Regions from separate parts of the Mus musculus genome. Here regions 2 and 3 are each linked to region 1. A link is a contact called in public Hi-C data. All regions are on one chromosome and are shown on one strand. Each heading gives the region's core, a stretch centred on a gene start, on an enhancer-like site or on the middle of the called end of the contact. The rest is flanking DNA. Distances are from core to core; before and after follow the strand shown. Region 1 has its middle 85 kb from the start of Cdc42se2. Region 2 has its middle 18 kb from the start of Gpx3. Region 3 overlaps Rapgef6 (Rap guanine nucleotide exchange factor (GEF) 6).

Region 1 (4,559 bases), core at 1,321-3,820:
ACAGCTGAGAGGAACTAGCCATCCCAAGGGTGGCCTCGGGAGCCAGCCAGCCAGCCTGTTCCCCACTCAAGATATGCAGGTGAGTGTGTAGTATGTCTGATGCTTTGCCTTTGGAATACTGTTTGATGGAGTCTCCCTTGTTCTAACACTGGGTTCCAGGGGATCTAGCTGCATGCTCACAGCCTCAAATTTTCATGGCGCTCTTTTCCAGTCTCTTCTCTGCCTCGCTACACTGGCCAGTGTGTCTAGTGCAATGTTGGGAGTGGTCACATTAGGTTCTTTTTTTGTTGTTTAGTTTGAGTAGGGTTGCCTACAGGAGCATGAGCGCCTTACCAGTGATGACATTATTGAAGAAAGCGTCTCTCACTACCCAGCAGGCCTCCATAGTGACCTCACTAGTTTAAATCCTATAGCTGCCCCAGCATGTGATGGAAGCTGAGCCTTCCCCAGTTGAGTGAAGATGTGGGAATGGAAAGGACACAGTCCATCCAACAGATCTATGGGAAACCCAACACCTGCAGAGTAAATGCTAGATGAGCCCAGACCACATATCACAATGGAGTGTTTGCTACTGATGCTACCAGTCAGGCATGCTGCATTTGGCATACGCTTGCAGTCACAGCCACTGGGAGATGAAGCAGGAGCATAAGCCACATAGAACAGGATCTACTTCGTTTTTTAAAACAAGTATCAGGGTTTGGTGCTCCCATTAGGCTTGGGAGAGTAAGAACATTTGCCATCTATCCTGATGAGCTGAGTTCAGTCTTTGAACCTACACAGTGAAAGGGGAGAACTGAGTCCCACAAGCTGCCCCTAACATCCATGTACTGTGGCACATGCATGCACACACAAAATAAATGGAATTTTTAAGATTTACTTTGAAAATGGTCTCAACTGTGATCCTATCATGGAGTTCACTGTATAGACAGGTCTGGCCTCAAGCTCACAGAGATCCGCCTGCCTCTGCCTCCCATTTGCCACCACCTATCAGTTTAACAGCACACTTAAAGGAAGCTGATAGCTTTTAGATGGGTATATTAGACAAAATTCACATTTCAATATTTTTGGTTAGTAGTAAGTTAATTCAGGATAATAATAATAATAATAATAATAATAATAGTTTAACTAAGATTAATAGATAGCATCACAAACTAATTAGATATTATGCCCAAAACGGGTACGTGTCAGCTCTTTGAAAATATGTGGTAAGACAAGAAAGGACCATAATTGTGAAGTCTTCACCGTAACATGCTAAAGCTCCTCCCCAGAACCATGATAGGAAACCCGAAGAGCCATAGTTGAAGCTGATAAGAGTGGCGTGAACGAGCCTGTTGTCTTGGACTGCTGCCCTGGTAAGTCACGCATGTGTGGCACCTACCTATGGGAATCTTGGGGTTTTTTTTTTTTTTTTTAAAGAATGATTGAGTGAAGCATACCAAAGCACACATTTAATTCCACCACTCAGCTATCAGGGGGAAGTGGATCTCTTATGAGTTCATGACAGTTCTGGGGCTGGCGAGATGGCTCAGTGGGTAAGAGCACTGACTACTCTGCTGAAGGCCCTGTTCAAATCCCAGCAACCACGTGAAGGCTCACAACCACCCATCTGTTCATCTACAGTGTACTCACATACACAAAGGAAATAAATCTTTTTATTTTCAATTTTTTATTAGATATTTTCTTCATTTACATTTCAAATGTTATCCCGAAAGTCCCCTATACCCTCTCCCCCCCCCTCCCGCCCTGCTCCCCTACCCACCCACTCCCAAGAAAATAAATCTTAAAAAAAAAAAAAAAAAAAAAGAAAAGAAAAGAAAGAAATTCTGGTCTACATAGAGTTCCAGGACAGCCAAAGCTACACACAGACACCCTGTCTCCAAAAAAAAAAAAAAAAAAAAAAAAAAAAAAAAAAAATAGACTTGACAATATGAAAAGAAATACGTACTGGCTGGCTGGGAAGTAGGAAGATACTTTGGTTCACACACCTCCAAGGGAGGATATATATAAAGTGTATACCAAAAGGGCAAACATCTACAGTGCTTGACCTGCAAGCCTAACAACTGAGTCCACATAAAGGCAGGAGCAGAGACCCAGCTCTCCAAAGTTGTTTCTCTGTGCGTGTACCCACAGAGGTGTCATGCACACACAATAGTCATTTTTTTAAAGGTATATTTACTTACATGAGCACACTGTAGCTGTCATCAGATAGACACACCAGAAGAGGGCATCAGATCCCATTATAGATGGTTGTGAGCCACCGTGTGGTTGCTGGGAATTAAACTCAGGACCTCTAGAAGAGCAATCAGTGCTCTTAACCACTGAGCCATCTCTCCAGCCTAATAGTCATTTTTAAACAAGCATTTCTTAAACAGTGCAGGGTCAAGTCTGAGGTCTAACTCTCCTCAGTTTGTATTAGGACCCTCAGAGGCTGGAAGTGAGTGTTTTGTTATTCAGCCAATCTTACAATATGGAGTTCTGGTTTGAGTTTTTGCAACTTGAGTTCTTTGGCAATTGGAGAGAAGAGTCTCTCCCAGGGCATAGTTAGGGACCTTTAGAGTCAGCCAGGTAGTTGTGGCGCACACCTTTAGTCCCAGCACTAAGGAGGCAGAGGGAGGCGGATCTCTGAGTTTGAGGCCAACTTGTTCCACAGAGTGAATTCAAGAACAGCCAAGACTACTTAGAAAAACTGCCTTAGGCAAATTTCTGAGTTCGAGGCCAGCCTGGTCTACAGAGTGAGTTCCAGGACAGCCAGGGCTACACAGAGAAACCCTGTCTTGAAAAAGAGAGAGAGACAGACAGACACTAGGTGGCGCCAAGCTACAACGTGACTGGGTTTTCTAGTTGGTTTAGTTTTGAATTAAGATGGTAAGCCCAGCATACTGATGGCTCTCACCTCCCATTTTCTACCACCCCTGCCTACTTCCTCACAAATCTCTCCAATTCATTTTTTGTTTAGAGACCCACCAGTTCCATGGGTGTGAAACCGCCTTCAACTTGAGTACAACTAAAGACAGTGATTCTCACTCCTGGAGTCTGAATTGGCAGTAGTTGTGAGTGAGGTAAAGAAAGGTCCTGTGAGCACCCCCCCACACACACACACACACACACACACACACACACACACCTCCCCGGATGTTTGTTCACAGGCTGGTCTCCTGTGGCCAGCACAGACAACCGCAGTTGTTCCCATCTGTGATATTGCCATGTGAAGTCCAAGGGATGGCACTTTGTAGCCCTTCACCTGTCTTCTGACTCATATACACCCCTCTTCCACCGTATGCTCTGAGCATTAGAGGCTGGGGCAGAAGGGCGTCTAAGTGGCTTGTTCAGGGCTGAGCCCACAACTCTCCCTCATTCTCTGCATGCTGTGAGGGGAGGCATCTCTGTCTACAGATATAAGCGTGGGTGTTTACGGCAGTATATTGCTGTGTCCATTTAGTTAGCCATCAGAAATCCAGTCCCTGCGTGGGCCTACCACTTCCCCAACTACTACCTCCCCAGCCCTAGAATTTCAGCCAGGCTTAGAGTAGCAGGCATTGGTCCATTGTCCCCTGAGAAGTGGACATTGATTCCATTCAGAGGTTACAGTAGCTAGAAAATGGAGACAGCCTCCATGCCCAACAACTGGTGAATGGACAACAAAGATGTAGTGCATATACCTCCTTGTACTTCAGTTGCACAGAAAGTGCAATTTACAAAGAAATGGACAGAATTGGGAATAGTTATTCAAAGAGAGGGGGGAGTAGTGTAGCTCAGCGGCAGAGAGTTTGCATAGCATAATCAAAGCCCTGGATTTAATCCTCAATACCACCAATAAACAGTGAAGTAACGCAGGCCCAAAGACAAATGGGACATAGCTTCAAGTCTTCGATATTCTCTAGCAAAAATGGAGTACTGCTGTGAGCCAGAAAATGAGGGCAGGGAGCTTAAGGGAAGAGGGACAGCAGAACATAAAATATTGTAGGTGGAAAGGATTAACCAGCATAAAGAGAGTGTAAAGAAACCAGCTGGAGAGTAAGATGTGAGCTGAGTGCGGTAGCACATGCTTTTAATTCCTGCACTCAGGAGGCAGAAGTAGGTGGATCTCAATTTGAGGCCAGCCTGGTCAACAGAGAAACCCTGTTTTGAAAAAGAAAGATGCTCGCCTGCGTAATAGCGTGTCTGCTCTGTGGGTGGTGGCTAACCAATATCATCTTTGGGGGCAGAGGATCCTCCATCATCACAAGCAACCGTGAGCAGCCGGTGTGCATGCTGACAACTGAAAGCTCGTCCCCTGCAAGAGCAGTAGTCACTTTTTATTTTGTTCTGTTTTAAAATAAGGTCTCACTATGTAGCCGTGGCTAGTCTGGAACTCACTATGTAGACCAGGCTGAACCAGAACTCATGGAGATGGATCTGCCTCTGCCTCCTTAAAGGTGTGTGCCGCCACAATCAGCAGTAATCCCTTAACCATCAAACTAGCTCTCCAGCCCTGGAAAAGATGTCCTTTGTTTCAAACTAGATTAATGTGTCTTCTTTATGGCTTGCGCTTCTAAGTAAGCATTTTCCTAGTCCTCAGT
Region 2 (4,559 bases), core at 1,347-3,846, 180 kb after region 1:
AGGAAGAACTGAGTTTCACAAGTGGTCCTCAGATCTCAGATGTGGCAAATGTACACGTATACACACACACACACACACACACACACACACACACACACACACACACAGAGATAGGTTTTTTTTTGTTGTTGTTTTTTTTTTAAAGATGAGGTTTGATAGAATGTAGAAAGAATGGAAAAGACAGAGGCCTATTCCAAGTGTAAATGCATCGAGAAGTCTCTGGAATGTGGGGGGTGGGGTGGGGGAACCACAACACTCCTGCAGAGACACTGGCCAGCCAGCAGGATGAGTGCTTCGAAAGGCTGGCTTTCAGCACCTTTCAATTATGGCGCAATGCCTGTGTCCTTGGGAGGTCATGTCTCACCACGGAATTAGAGACGCTGTTTGTGCTGTTCTTTTCCCAAGTGGTAAATATCCTGATTTTCCGTCTAATTCTCGGGTTTAGACATGCCCTCCCTTTCCCAGAAATTCACTCCCCAGAGTTTTCCCCTGTGGTTTCCCACGTCCTCCCATTTCACCCTTCCAGTTCCAGCAATCTGCCATCCCTGTTCAAAACAATTCTTAGCCCAGCTCCCCTCTTTTTCTTCTTACTATGCAGCCCAGGCTGTGCTTGAATTTACTATTACAATGCCTCTGCCTCCTGAGCCTCAGGTTACAGGCCTGAGCCACCAAGTCTGCCTTCCAATCACTGTTTAAAAACCAATAAATCATTTTTGTCGTTATTGTTTGGTTTTGTGTTTGATTTTTCGAGACAGGGTTTCTCTGTGTAGCCCTGGCTGTCCTGGAACTGGATATTTAGAACCAGGCTGGCCTTGAACTCAGAGATCCTCCTGCCTCTGTCTCCCTAGAGCAGGTGAGTACCACTATCCATTTTTATCAGGTTCTGAGGATCAAACCCAGGGTCTTATGCATGCACTGTACCAACCGAGTCACATCCCCAGTGGCAATCCCAGTACAAACACAGACAGCTATCCTGGAGTCTCTGGTCTTTGATATTAAAGACCATGTGTCAGGTGAAACTTTGATCAAACAAATCCACTTCATGCTTTTTTGGTTTTGTTTTGTCAGCCTGCCTTTCTCTATAGCAGTGTCAACCATGTGCCTTTAAAGTTGGTAGGTTCCTTGGGAGCACTTTTACGCGGTTTCTCAAAGGATATCCAGCATGGATCTGCCAAATCTCAACTGTTCAGCAGAGGTACCGGGTTTCATGTCAATCCCGGCATCTCAGGGAATCCTCCAGGCACAGGAGCACAAGCGTGTAACGGAGAAGCTTGGTGTGGTGGCCTTGAGGTCACACAAAGCCATAAGGTAAGGACAAAAAGGACACACTACGTGGCAACGCACTCATCTCCTAAGTGATTCTGTCCTGAGTGATTGGCTATGGGGAGAAGTAAGTGATCGGCTGAACCAGACAGGACTCAGGTCCTGTGCTCTGTGTGTGTGTGTGTGTGTGTGTGGTGTTATACATTTGCGCCGAGCTGTGTGAAAGTCAGAAGACAACCTCAAGTGCTACTTTCCAAGTGTAGTTCACCTTCTTTTTCTTTTAAACAATTTTATATATATGTATTTTTTTTTTTTGGAGGGGAGTGCCCTGATCCATGTACACGAGACCATAATGCAGGTCAGAAGACTATGTCCACAAGTCAGTTCTCTCCTTTCGACATACAGGTTGGGAATCAAGCTCTCCTCAGATCTGTGGCAACGAGTGCCTTTACCCACTGAGCTGTCTTGCCAGCCCTCCCTTGTTTTGAAGCAAGGCCTAGATGAACTCTTCAAGATGGCTGGGCTGATGGTCAGTGAGCCCCAGGGATCTGCCTGTCTCTGCCTCTTCAGTGTTGGGACTGCAGATGTGGGCCACACACCCGTCTTTTTTTTTTTTTTTTTTTTTCATTTTGTGTGCATGCAAGTGCCTGGTGCCTACCAAACACAGAAGAGGGCATTGAGGATCCCCTGGAGCTGGAGTTAGAGACAGTTTGAGTTGCCCTGTGTGTACTGGGAACTGAACCTAGATTCTCTGCAAAAACAGGAACAGGAAGTGTTCTTAACTGCTGAGACATCTCTACAACCCCCACCCCCAGCTTTTAGAGAGAGAGAGAGAGTGAGAGAGAGAGAACGAGAGCACTCTAGGGATTGAACTCTGGTCTTCAAGCTTGCAAGACAAGCACTTTTCAGGCGCTAGCTCTTCCTGCCTCCCTCCAAGTGCTTTTGAAATCTCTCTTCTCATTTGATGTCACTATAGTGCTCTAATCATGGGGCTATTTGACCAAATAAAGAGGTAAGTCAACGTAATAGCCTTCAAGGGGCCACCTCTGACTCTTGAGGGCCTCCAGGGTTTGGGAAGCCCTAAGCAAGGCTGCAAGAGGAGCGGACGGAGGGCACTCTCCCCAAAGCCCTTTCAAGCCAGGTCTTTGAGCACCATAGGCTCCCAGCAGCCAGCCCTCCCAGTTTGTAAATTCTTGACCAGGAACCTCCTGTTCTCTCAAATTGCTCAAGTGGTGGAGGGGCCAATTTCCTGCGGTTTAATAAACAGGCTGTTTATAGCCAGGAGCAGTCACGGGGCAGCAACCAGCAGGGACAGGCCAGGAGGTCATGCTGCTCCTGGAGTCAGGCTCTTCATAAACACCCGCCCCTTCTCCAGTGAGCCTCCTGGGAGGGGACAGCTCTGAACACACGGCCCTTGCTGGGCAGAGCACCAAGAACCACACGTTTTCCTTCTTTTTACAATGTCTGCCTCTCTCCCTCTCCACTCTCCTGCCCATCCCCCTCCCTGCACCCCCTATCTTCTCTAGTGGACAAGGATGCCTTTCCAGAGGACCTGCACCTGGTACCTCTGAGTGGGCAATTGATCTTTCTGAGCTTCAGTTTTCTTGGTTCTCCTATTATCCTTCACCCTAACCTTCCCTCTAAGGAGAAATCCTTTCCCTTCCCTGCCTGTCTTCTCCAAACTTGTCCCCATTGCCACTGCTGGCCATGTTAAGCTGATTGCCCTTTTACTGCCTTGGGGGATGGACCAAAAAGCCAGGCTTCAAGCTCAAGACAACTGATTCTGATGGGGTCAGGCTGGCCTTGGCACGTTCCCACAAGGCCATGCCCTAGGGCTCTCTGCTTTTTAATAAACTGATCCTATCATCTGGAGGGTAGGTTGGGGTGGAGGAACAGTGTAGAACAGGAGGGCATAGATACTTTGCTTGTTGGCTTCTTCTGGACTTCTGTCTGGCTCTTCCATTGCCTTAACGGTAAGAAACTACCATGTGAATGGCAGGCAAGTCCCCTCCGTTGTCTGGACTACAAATGCAGGGCACAAAGTGAGCTCTCCAAGATGGAAGCCTGTTCTTCTTCTGTTATGATATAGTAGCTGAGGACTCCATCTTAGAGGGCTGAGGCCAGCCCTGTGAGCAACCTGAGGCTGATAAGACAATACAAAACACCGGCCTAGGATGTTGTCCCATGCCAGCAGAACTGAAGGTCCCCAGGAGCAGATGTAGCCTTTAAAAAGTTGCAGTCTTAAATCCATCCAAGGAGATTGTGGTTAGTTGCAGCTTTAATAAAATTTGGCTAATTAAAACTTGATAAGAGTTCAGGTGGTCTCTCCCGGTGGTCTCAAAGTCTGCAACAATGAAGAAGCACTCTAACCAAAAGCAAATTAAAGAAAGAAATGGTTTGTTTGTCTGATACTTCAGTTGATGATCCAACAATGAGTGATGTCAGGGTAAGAACTCAAGCAGGAACTTGAAGCAGAAATCAAGGAGGAAGGCTGCTTGATGCTTCACCCTGAGGGTCTAACTAACTTTCTTATACAACCCAGGCCCTCCTGCCTAAGGGTGGTGCTGCCCACAGTGAGCTGGGCTCTCCTGCATCAAAGATTAAGACAATCCTCCACAGGTATGGCCACAGGCCAATTTGATCTAGAAAATTCTTCAACTGAGGCTCCTTCTCAGATCAGTTATCTCAGTCTGTGTCAACTTGATGGACAGTTAAAGCTAACTAGGACAGATCCCATCTCCATTACCGAGAAGCCAGGTTTACTGAACCTCTCTATGCCTGCTTCCTTCATTGTAAATCAGCACCCAGCACTTAGGAGGTACAGTCAGGCAGAGTTTTGTGAGTTCAAGACTAGCACGGGTTATATAATAAGCACCAGGCTAGGCAGGGCTACATTAGGGACACTGTCACAAACAAATAAATATCCCCAAATTCTCCCCTTCCCCCAAAAAATGAGGACTGGAGAGATGGCTTAGTAGTTAAGAGCACTGGCTACCTTTTTCAAAAGGCTTGGAACCTCTCTAGAATGTTTGGTAAAGCCTTGACTTATGACTTTCTTTGGTCTATAACTAATGAACTCTCATGAAACTACTACTAAGGAGGGACATGTTACTTAGGGCAACTTGAATCTTAGCCAGAGCCATTCATATTGGCATAAGAATAAATTCTATCTTATTCTTGTTGAGCTGATAATTGTTTTGTGTCCACATAAAAACCATCATGGGCACTTATTTAGAGGCAGGGTCTTAGGTAGCTTAGGATAATACCTCCAATTTGAAGTGTAGCTGAGTGTGACC
Region 3 (4,559 bases), core at 613-3,112, 140 kb before region 1:
CTTACATAAACAATTATGGGGACTAAGTAAAGAAATTTTGGAAAAAGTTGTACACAGAATTGAAATGAGATTTGTCATATATGAGCAATTAAGAAGAACTCATTTGTTTTTGTTAGAAAAATCTCAGTAAGATGATCAGAATTTCTCAGTTAATGTCTTGGAGCTTTTATTTTTCCCATATTGACATACGTTATAACTTCTGCTAAAGAAATTGTTTTTCTGTTTTTATAGTTTTGGTAAGCAGTTTGGAGGAAAAAGAGGATGTGATTGTCTTGTGTTAGAACCTTCAGAAATGATTGTGGTAAGATGCTGAATTGCTTTTTTGTATGCTTCAGTTTCAACTCTAAATGTGGTAGGCTTTCAATACTCAAGAAAGTTTCTTTTCCATGGCCTATCCTATGATGATATTTAAATAACATCAGAACCATATAGCACCTTTATATATTTTTATCTCTGACACTTCTGTTGTGGTTGAAATGATGTCTAAAATGATAATAGAGGTAACATGTCCCAAATTTGGTAACTTTCTTTACCTGTTCCACCAGAAAATTAAAAAGTAGGCTCGGGGGAATGCGGAGAGGAAATATGTGTATCTCTGTCTGTGTGTCAACGAAGTGGGGAGGCCTCTTTAAAGGGACATAATTTTTTTCCAGTGTTTTTTCCTTTGCCAGTAATGGAGTCAGTAAACTTCAGATGAGCTGAGGGGAAGAGCTAGAGAAAATAAAGGCACATAGGAAATCGGCCCAAGTAAAAATAGTTTGTTTCCAATACTTGTACTCTTTAATAATTTGAGATAATATTTCATTTAGACTTGTGTTTAATGAATATATTTTTATTTTCCATAAGAGCCTAGATAGTTGTTAGAACTCTAGAAAATTTGGCTTTTAAAAAGAGTTATATTTATATGTATGTATATTATGTATGATTGTTTTTCCTGCATGTGTGTAAGTGAACTACATGTGTGCAGTGTCCACAGAGGTCTAAAGAGGGTATTGGCTGCCCTAGAACTGTAGGTGGTCAAACTGCAGTGGATAACAATGTGCTTTAATACTTAGTGCACATGCAAGAGGTATATAGCATGTTTATGTATCAGGAAAAGTCAGGAAGTCATTTTAGGCTACAGTCATCTTACATTTGCTGTTTGAAACGTGGAGCTGTTATCTCTTTTTTGTAAAGGGAGTTTGTTTGTGATGTTGTTGTTGTTTTAGAAAATGTTTAAAAACCAAGCTAAGCTCTGGCTACTGGTTGTGCTTAAGTTCCTTGAGATCCCCTCAGTGAAATGCATGCCAGCATGTTTAAAGCCCAGAGTTTATTCTGGCATTTTACCATGTCCTTTTTATTTACTAAGACTTAGAAATCGTTAGCTTACATTTTCATGTACCTATTAATTTATCACCAGGTTGTTTAAGTATTTGACTGGTGGGAGGGTTCATCAGGTAAAGGTCCTTGCCACCGAGTCTGACAGCCTGCTCTCCAGAAATTGTTCCCTGACCTCCACCATTGGTGTGGAGTGTGTGGGTGGGGAGTAAATAATGTAAGAAGATGTTAATAAAAAGTGTTTAAGGATTGTTAATTTTTGGCTGGGTGGTGGTGGCGGCCCACTTAATCCCAGCACTCAGGAGGCAGAGGCAGGCGGATTTCTGAGTTCGAGGCCAGCCTGATCTACAAAGTGAGTTCCAGGACAGCCAGGGCTATACAGAGAAACCCTGTCTCGAAAAACAACAACAGCAACAAAAAACAAAAACAACAACAACAAAAAAAGAATTGTTAATTTTTAAACGAGTAAACTTAATGTGCAACTAGTTACAAGCCAGACGTCATGATTCTCGCTTTAATTCAAGCACTTGGCCAGGAGGTGGCAGGATGAACATGATTTCAAAACCATATGATGAGTCAGGCGGCATGGGTTACTTAAGACTTTGTCTCAAAGAGAAAAAAAGAAGAGGAAGAGAGAAAAAGAAGAAAGAGGACTAGGGTGAGGAGACATATATTACTAGCCAGAATACTAACTAACATACATACATACATACATACATACATACATACATACATACATACATGCATACAGAAAATTACTGCCTAGAATTTTAATGTGCACATTTAATGTATTAAATATGCCTTTAAAAAATATTTAACAATGAATTTCCCTTTATACCTCTTTATCATCTTTTTCCCCTTTAAGAAACAAAGTATTTTCATTAGCTGGCAACAATGTAAAGGAAACATTTAAGAGAATTTAAAATAACCCAGGACCCAGATCAAAAACACTCCCATTGGCGAAACCTAGGGACATTTGGGAATTCAAATAAAAATTTATAGTGGTGATGGTGCCTTCATATATCATACAAGTAGTTAAAATCTTGATGATCTGAAGAAATGAAGAAGGATGATGAGCTAGCACTCCTTGATGGTAGAATGCCAACTAACAAATGGTAAGGAAACACTTGGCTTACAATTGGTAAAACTAGGGAGGCTAATGTTCAGTTAGGCAACAGAATACTTAGGACATCACAGAGGATGTTCCTAGCAATTATTTATAAAGGGGACATTACTAAATTTCTGATGTTAAAATATGGCAGATTTTCATCAGAATAGTAATTACTGCTACTGCTATTTTATATATACACACAAACTAATGGGATATTACTCCTGTTGTGACAACACTGAGAAGAAGAAAGGTCATGACTAGAATGTATTCTTGTTCAGCATTCATACTTAAACAAAAGTCACAAATTATCAGACAAATTAGAGAATGTTCTACAAATTGATGAGATCTCAATGACAGGAGATAGAACAGTCATGGAACCATTCTAAAAGACATAAATATAGCATCTAATGAACATAATGGTTGTTTTTCTTTTGACTACTGGACAGTGGAGAATTGTAAATCCTGTTAGCAACATGGCATACAGGTAAGATACTATTGAAACCTTGATTTTGATAACTGTTTTGCTAATATGAGAAAGTTCAAGGGATAAGAAAATGCATGTTGATAAATTTCATGAGAAATAGACAATGTCCCTCCAGTTACTTTTTAGAACTGTTTTTGCTGATTCATCTGTGTTTATAATGCTTTATTAATTATAGTAGAAAATAATCCAATATTTCAGAATGTATTAAAATGTTGAGAATTCATTGAAATATTTGATCTCTAGTAACTTCAAGGATGATTGGAACTACCTACAACCAGACACCTTTTTCTTCATTGGATGTGTTAGCTTAGTTGGTATCTTTCAAAGCAAAGATCACTTTGTTGCCATGGTTGTAAATGCCTGTAGTTCCAGAACCTGAGACAGGTGAAATGCTGAACTTTCAAGGACAATGTGGGTCATAGTGAGACCCTCTCTCATAAGCAGAAAAAAAAACAATTTATCTTGTTTTTAAGAGGTTGTGAATCTGTTATCTAGAATGCATTTCATTACAGTCACAAAGATTTCTTTTCCCTTTAGGAATTTTTAGGTTGAGACTATACTTTAAAAGGTTCTGTACATGATTTTTATTTCATTTTATTTTTTTATTTTTGATTTTTAAATATAGTTTCTTCCAGGTAGAAAGATAAGGACAGCTACTTAACAGCCTATGACCCAATACATTCTTGGAGTTAGACCAGTTTTTCTTAAGAGAGAACAACTATATGAAAGGCACCCATGGTGTAACTTGAAGACTTCATCAAAAATTAAAAATAATGATAAAGGGTTTTATTAGCAGGCAGTCATTGGCATTGGAAAGCATCTAATAAAATTGGAACTTTTGTCTTTGCTGGGAGTGTGAGGTGCTGCCACCAGTTAGAAAAATGGTTAGGTAGGTCAACATATTACCCATTCATTTCACCCCTACATATATAACATCTGGTAAACGGATGTACACATTATCCATAATTTCCCAGAAATAGAAATAGCATAAATATCTGCAACCTGAATAAACCTTATTCAGTGTCCATAAGATGGAATAGTACTCTGCTTTATATAGAGTGAGCTGTCTATTCTTCCATAAATTAACAAACCTTGAAAATACTCTGTTAAGTGAAAGAAGCCAGAAGGGGTGAGGTAGTGGTGATTGGGATGTAAAGTGAGTAAATAAATTAATTGATAGAAAAAAATATTGTGTTGAATGCAAAAATAAAAAATGGAAAGAAGCTAGACAACAAAACCATCAGTTATATTACTTCATTTATATAAGTTATGTACAATAGGACTCCAGGTGGTGGCACATGCTTTTAATCCTAGTACTCTGGAGACAGTGGCAGGCAGAACTCTTGTGAGTATAAGGTAAGGTTAGGCAGGTCTACTACATACATAGTGAGTTTGATGCCAGCGAGGGCTATATAGTGATACTCTATCTCTGTGTGTGTATCTGTGTCTGGTTTTTTTCTTCTCTGTCTGTATACCTCTGTGTGTGTGTGTGTGTGTGTGTTGCAAATAAATATTATATTACAGGAGAGAAATTGAACTAATAGGTAAAATTGAGATTAGTAGTTACCTTTTATAGAAAGGACATAGAGATGAAATACAGACAGATGCTGAATTTCTTTAGGGTGGTAATAATGAGCTAGACCTAGA

What was found. A called contact is a pair of places that touch in the nucleus more often than the background predicts.
Region 2: a contact with region 1 is called in a Hi-C map of bone marrow-derived macrophages, with 40 read pairs. The contact joins two enhancer-like sites. A contact is called at or near these places in 3 of 15 datasets of contacts at CTCF or cohesin (CD8 T cells, embryonic stem cells and stem cell-derived epiblast-like cells), 17 of 484 Hi-C or Micro-C datasets (CD4 T cells, bone marrow-derived macrophages, embryonic stem cells and 5 more), 8 of 115 datasets of contacts at active chromatin or transcription factors (the HPC-7 cell line, double positive thymocytes, embryonic basal ganglia and 4 more) and 2 of 9 other capture datasets (embryonic tail and embryonic trunk).
Region 3: a Hi-C map of bone marrow-derived macrophages shows a contact between it and region 1, with 5 times the contacts expected there. The contact joins two enhancer-like sites. A contact is called at or near these places in 1 of 15 datasets of contacts at CTCF or cohesin (pro-B cells), 13 of 484 Hi-C or Micro-C datasets (the Ba/F3 cell line, the C10 cell line, CD4 T cells and 8 more) and 1 of 115 datasets of contacts at active chromatin or transcription factors (the 230-238 cell line).

Annotation. Positions count from the first base shown.
Region 1 is chr11:54,700,676-54,705,234 of GRCm38.p6, forward strand. No RefSeq gene overlaps it. Among named protein-coding and RNA genes, the nearest start is that of Cdc42se2, 85 kb to the right of the region's middle. Within about 2 kb of position 2,571, at least 13 of the 459 cell types and tissues checked have an H3K27ac peak or open chromatin away from gene starts, as enhancers often do. A contact at or near this core is called in bone marrow-derived macrophages and muscle stem cells, where this site is marked.
Region 2 is chr11:54,882,550-54,887,108 of GRCm38.p6, forward strand. No RefSeq gene overlaps it. Among named protein-coding and RNA genes, the nearest start is that of Gpx3, 18 kb to the right of the region's middle. RefSeq lists an enhancer at 1-1,608. Within about 2 kb of position 2,597, at least 114 of the 459 cell types and tissues checked have an H3K27ac peak or open chromatin away from gene starts, as enhancers often do. A contact at or near this core is called in bone marrow-derived macrophages and muscle stem cells, where this site is marked.
Region 3 is chr11:54,561,094-54,565,652 of GRCm38.p6, forward strand. It overlaps Rapgef6 (Rap guanine nucleotide exchange factor (GEF) 6), which reads left to right. Exons shown (of 29, transcript NM_001252494.1): 5 at 232-301. Among named protein-coding and RNA genes, the nearest start is that of Rapgef6, 41 kb to the left of the region's middle. Within about 2 kb of position 1,863, at least 7 of the 459 cell types and tissues checked have an H3K27ac peak or open chromatin away from gene starts, as enhancers often do. A contact at or near this core is called in bone marrow-derived macrophages, where this site is marked.